2 separate regions of the Sus scrofa genome follow, and region 1 is linked to region 2. Evidence: chromatin contacts called from public Hi-C data. All regions are on one chromosome and are shown on one strand. Each heading gives the region's core, a stretch centred on a gene start, on an enhancer-like site or on the middle of the called end of the contact. The rest is flanking DNA. Distances are from core to core; before and after follow the strand shown. Region 1 overlaps PDE4B (phosphodiesterase 4B). Region 2 overlaps SGIP1 (SH3-containing GRB2-like protein 3-interacting protein 1).

The links. Hi-C and Micro-C count contacts between places; a contact is called where the count stands out from the background.
Region 1: a contact with region 2 is called in a Hi-C map of retroperitoneal adipose tissue, with 2.2 times the contacts expected there. The contact joins two enhancer-like sites. A contact is called at or near these places in 2 of 47 Hi-C or Micro-C datasets (retroperitoneal adipose tissue and subcutaneous adipose tissue).

Annotation. Positions count from the first base shown.
Region 1 is chr6:146,292,651-146,295,350 of Sscrofa11.1, reverse strand. The region is part of intron 5 of PDE4B (phosphodiesterase 4B); the gene reads left to right. The region is part of intron 2 of LOC102162258 (a long non-coding RNA gene); the gene reads right to left. Among named protein-coding and RNA genes, the nearest start is that of SGIP1, 240 kb to the right of the region's middle. Within about 2 kb of position 1,285, at least 22 of the 83 cell types and tissues checked have an H3K27ac peak or open chromatin away from gene starts, as enhancers often do. A contact at or near this core is called in retroperitoneal adipose tissue, where this site is marked.
Region 2 is chr6:145,910,673-145,913,372 of Sscrofa11.1, reverse strand. All of the region lies in intron 8 of SGIP1 (SH3-containing GRB2-like protein 3-interacting protein 1), which reads left to right. Among named protein-coding and RNA genes, the nearest start is that of TCTEX1D1, 98 kb to the right of the region's middle. Within about 2 kb of position 1,377, at least 10 of the 83 cell types and tissues checked have an H3K27ac peak or open chromatin away from gene starts, as enhancers often do. A contact at or near this core is called in retroperitoneal adipose tissue, where this site is marked.

The DNA.
Region 1 (2,700 bases), core at 36-2,535, 380 kb before region 2:
ATGTGCTGTAATGTGCTAGTTTTGCCACTAGATGGTGCTCTTGCTATGGTTCTGAATATCTGGCCTTGTTCCTCAGAGGCACTGCCCTCTCTGCTGGTTTGGAAAACACAGTTTTCATAACCAACCAAGTGGTTCATTCATGCCGTTTTATTATTAATAAAAATCAAATTAAGGTTTTTAAAATTTAGAATAGTTTTGTAAATAATCTGGCTATACTCAAATAGGAGTTTCGTCTTGTTTTGTTTCTTTCCTCTTCTTGCTATGAATTATCTATAAATTATCTGATCATTTTTCTAGCAGCTACTGTCTGACGTGGTCATTAGCTTTTACAGCTCAAGTTCTTTAAGGGACCCAGGGCTGGGGATTGGCATGTTCATCTCTTGCCTCTGAATGTCCTGCTCTCCTAGACTTCCAGAGTTGCATAATGGTAAAGTCATTTTGACATGGTGCTTCTCTTAATGCTTTTGGTTGTTGTTGTTGTTTGTTTTTTATTTTTTATAAAACCCTCTAGTCATTAGTTTGTATAGTTTTAGTAACTCCCAATTTACTCAACAATATGTGAGCTTTAGGTACTACATACGTATGACCTTGCTTCTATTATATACCTTTTGTTGGGCATTTAGACTCCAAAAATCCAGCAGCCGTAGAAGATCTTCTTAACTCTAACTCTGTTCTCTTATCCCCAGCTCGCCCCGATGTCTTCTGAAGAGCATGAACTCCACAGCAGACATCTAAACAAATAGCCCTGTATTTCACCCGTTCAAAGTTCGTCTCCAAAAAATAGCTTGGGAAGGGGTCGTTCTTGTAAGAGTTTACCTCCCTACACTTATCACAGATGCTCCTCTCTTAACTCTACTCCCTCTCTCATTTTGGCTCGCCTGCAAGAACCCTGAGGTTCTTCCTCTTTATGCCCCCACCTCAGGAAGCCACGCCCTGCCATTGCTTTAACAGCCCCCATCAGTGTAGGTAAATCCTAAATCTCCAGCTCTAAGCCACATGTTTTAGGCTCCCCACTTGCTCTTTCCCCCAGGATATCAAGGAGGATCTTAGAACTCAACATGTGGGAAAGTGACGTGTCTTCTCCACCTCCTCACTTGTTAATTTCGACTCACAACTTCACTATTTTCCCAGATACCCCTTTTTAAAACTGAAAGTACTGTTTCTTTATGGCCCCTTATCCAATTAAGTGTCAAGTCCTTGGCAAGACGTTCAGGGTCTCCTCCAATGGTCTTTTCCTGTTTCTCCCTCGGCCTTGCCAATTTCTTCTCATCTGAATGACTGCGATGTCCCCCAGCTGCTCTTCCTGGCTCTGTCCTCTCTCCCATCCATCTCCTGGTGTCCATAGTGCTTCACGTTCTAAAGCACTTTTCTATTCTCACATCTGACTAAAAACCTTCACTGGCTCATTTTCCCTTCACTGGCTCATTTTCTCAGTTAAGCATTGACTCCACAGCTGTTGTCCACGATGTCCGTACTATGGCTATGATGGCTAAGATAGTGCCTTCAAGTCTTACCTTCTACAGGCATCTGTTGTGCGCTCAGCTCTACCCAAACAGCCACAGGGCATCTCAGTGTTCCATACTTCCTGTGCATTTGTTTTTGCATTGCTCTCAGTAGTTGCCTTGACCATGTGCGCCTTTTATTTTTTTCTTTCCACTATTTTATTTTTTTAATTTGTGATTTTTTTTATATTTTTTATTACAGTTATAGATTTACAATGTTCTGTCCATTTATGCTGTAGACCACGCACACCTTTTAAAGGCTGCCCTTCCTAGTTCCTCTCCAACACCACCCATTCCATCACGCCTTTTCTTTGTCTCCTCTGTAATTGTCACTTCTCGTTTGCATCCCATTAAGTATCAACTGCTGATATTTCTCATTCTATATTTCTGATATCTACTACAGTGTTTAAATATTTTTCTGTCTTCCCTATGATGTTTAAATTTGAGAGGATCATGAATTCTTATTATTCAATCCACAACACGGGGTCCTCATAAAATAGGAGACAATAGTTAAAAGCACATATTTTTTGGAATCAGATGGTTTTAGTTCTTCCACGTATGTATTAGCGATGTGCTCGTTATGCAGTTGCTTACCTGCTCTGAGCCTTGATGTCATCCATAAAATGGGAATAAGAGTATTTGCCTCAAGTCTTGTTACAAGAATTAAATGAGATGTCACGCAGAGCCTGACAGATGGTCATCACTCAAAGGATGCTTTCTCTCTTGTCCGTGTTCTTTTTATAGTCACTTAGTCCTTGTACAAACCGGAAGTTTACTAGATGAAATTAAAGGGGGGCTTCTAGCTAAAGACCAAGGTAGAAAGGAAAATAATGTGCTAAATAAGACCCCAAAGACCCCAAAGTAAAAGCCAACCCTAGAGAAGGGGCACACAGGATGCAGGTGTTATCTAGCCCTGGATTCCTAAGTCTCAGGTCATGCGCGGTACTAGGCAGGTGCTTAATCATCACCAGTTGCTCCCACATAGTTAATGAATAAGGTGCCATATTTGTAGGGCGATCCTGGGGACAGAGAAGATGACCCGTAAAGGAAACTCATTACCAACCACCTTCTATGTGGCTATTGTGATTCCCACAATGATGGCAAACCGGCCTAATTGTGTCTGCAACTCAGGCCAGCGTGTCTTCTAATGAATTTAATGGCGAGCTTGCTGAGTGTGGGCTTAAGAAAATTTATCCAA
Region 2 (2,700 bases), core at 128-2,627:
GCCCCTCAATTTGATTTCTGGGATTCCTTTCCTTTTGAAAGTTTCAGATATCTTTTACTTTATGGACCTTCAGGTTTTCTGTGCCTGACCTTTTCACAGCTTTTAGCTGGGTCTTCTGGATTCTGGTCAATAAGCTGTGATGACATGAATCTGAGCAGCTGTTTTTTGATGTTCCTTTTTTTTTAATCCTGTTATCTTTTAACTAGAAAAAATACAAAGAGGAACAATGACTTAGAATATATAGGTTTCTAACTTATTGGACTGAATTTCGGTGAATATAACTGGAATTATTTTGAAAAGCATTGTCCTCTAGAATCTTAAATTAATAAAGCTTCTTGAACTTAAGTTTCTGCCTCTATGTGGTTGCCATGTACATTTTATTTTGTATTATTTCTCATAACCTTTTTGAGGGAAATTGTGTCACTTTTAATCCCTCTGTTATATTTTATGCAGCTTTTAAGAATGAATTGTTTGCTATAAAATTAAAGATAAAATATAAATTTCCACATTTCCTTCTTTAGAGAAGAACTTTAGCCTGGTCATAAAAGAATTATAAAATCTAAATCTTTATATAAAATAGTGCTCAAATTTCTCTCACAACACAGTATGAATTCTTCAGCAAAAGAATTTAAAGCCAGAAATATATATATTAAAAAGTCTTCTTTTTTTCAAATTTTATTTAAATAGTGTCATGCATATAGACAGATTTATAAGAAAGAAGGGATCAATAAGTCAAAAGCAGGAAAATATGACAAAGAGTAAAGTCTAAAATACTACAAGTAAAATTGACCTGTGTAAATATGTCTAAAATCCTAGCTACTTACCAGTAGCCATCTGAGAATTAACCATTCCTGGCTCTCTGCTTTAGGAGTTCTCCAACAATGTCAGGCTTGGTGTCTTAGCAAGAACGTGAGAATTGGAGATCTAAGAATCCAAGATCTAAACTCCGTGTCTGGTTCTACCCATTTCCCAGCTGTGGGTCTCAGAGCCTCATTTCCCTCTTATATCATTGAGGCAGTTGGACTAATATCTATCCATGGAGGCTTCCAGGTATAAAAGGTATAAAAGACTATAGGTTTTATTTCTGGTTTGTGTTCTGGAGAGTAGAACCCTCTTTTTCATTTAAGCAACCGTTTCACTACTTCTGTGCTTCCTGCCTGGATTTTGAGATTTGGCAGCAACTGGATCCCAGGCAGCTTCTGGGAAATTCATGAGCTAACCCATAAACTGAAAGTGAAACTTCAAACAACAGCTCTTTCCCCACTCACATCATAGGCACTCTTGGAACTGCTGAAAATCCTATAGAGGGAGAACGACCAGAGATTGCTGGGGAGTATTAATATCATCCGTGATCAGGGTTGGAGGAGTTGGAGACAGAAGTCACGTGTCAGCAAGCATGTCGTCTTTCTCCAGGCATCATCTGGTCCACCAGCATGCTGTTGGTGCTGGACAGTTTTCATCCTCCCCACCTGTGCTTGTCAGGAGCGCCTCATCATCCGCATCCCATTATATCCGTTGATAGAGGCTCCCCAAATCACCAGGCCAAGAGCATACACTTTAAAAAAAAGTCCTCATCCGCATTCATTCCACAGAACACTAAAGAGAAGAGCCAGGCAGAAAAGAGGTCTTTCTAGTCCTGCTCTCTGATTTTTGGAGACTCTTGATTAAAGCTCCAATACACGGGAAATGCATTATGTCTGTGATGTTTGCTGACCCCCTGTTGGGTGGGGGAACAGTTTTCACTGTAGTGCCTTAGCTCTAAAACTCCCTCCCCAAACAATATGGAGAAAAATTCCTATGACAAGATATTTAAAGCTGTCAGCAAAGTTTTCCTGTATGGTTCTGCTTCATCCTTGTGTACACATATCTGAAACTAGTACATCCTCACTAGTGAAGCTGTGTTATACGATAGATAGAGTCTCCATAAGGTTATCCAGAACCTCCTTATGGTTTAAATAAGCCACAAACACCATGACTGCCTGTCTTCCTTTGGCCTTATTACTTGGAGCCTGTGTTCAGGTAGTTGTTTATGAAATCTTCTATTACCCAAGCCTGTTGACTGATCCATCATTCTCTGACTAGGTGTCTGTTCTCTCTTCCTTTTTGCTGATCACAGAGGCGCAGCCCGGTAAGAACCCTCAACATTTTTACCTTAAACATGTATAGTAATAATGGCCAGGTTGGCTTCTTGCTAAATTTATGCTAACCCAGTATGAATGAGGCAGATGAATTAAAAGTTTAGTCGTTGAAGGCCTCTGGTCTTATATGGGTCAAGAGCATATTTTAGGATCATCAGAGCACTTTTCCATAACAAACTAAATTAATACATAGGTATCTCAACTCTTAGAGCTATATGTGTGTGTGTGTATGCACATGTGTGTGCACAGGCACATGCATGCCTAGGGCCTGAAGATTGTCCAGAAAGCACCATAGAAGTTTAGAGCAAAGTGATAATAAAAAATAAGAAAACCATAAGGAAACAATTTGTAAGCCACATTGTTTTTAAGCCTGAATTTAAAGTAAGTCCCTGGACCATAACTAATATTGGTTAGAATACTTATGTACATTAATACACAATCTTGGGAGGAAGAGACAGACATGCTTTCAAATCAATCTTTCTAGGCTATCGCTGGTATTTATTTCATCAGTGATGACACATCAGTATTAGTTTGTGTTGTCCAAAGTAAATCTCAGTCATTT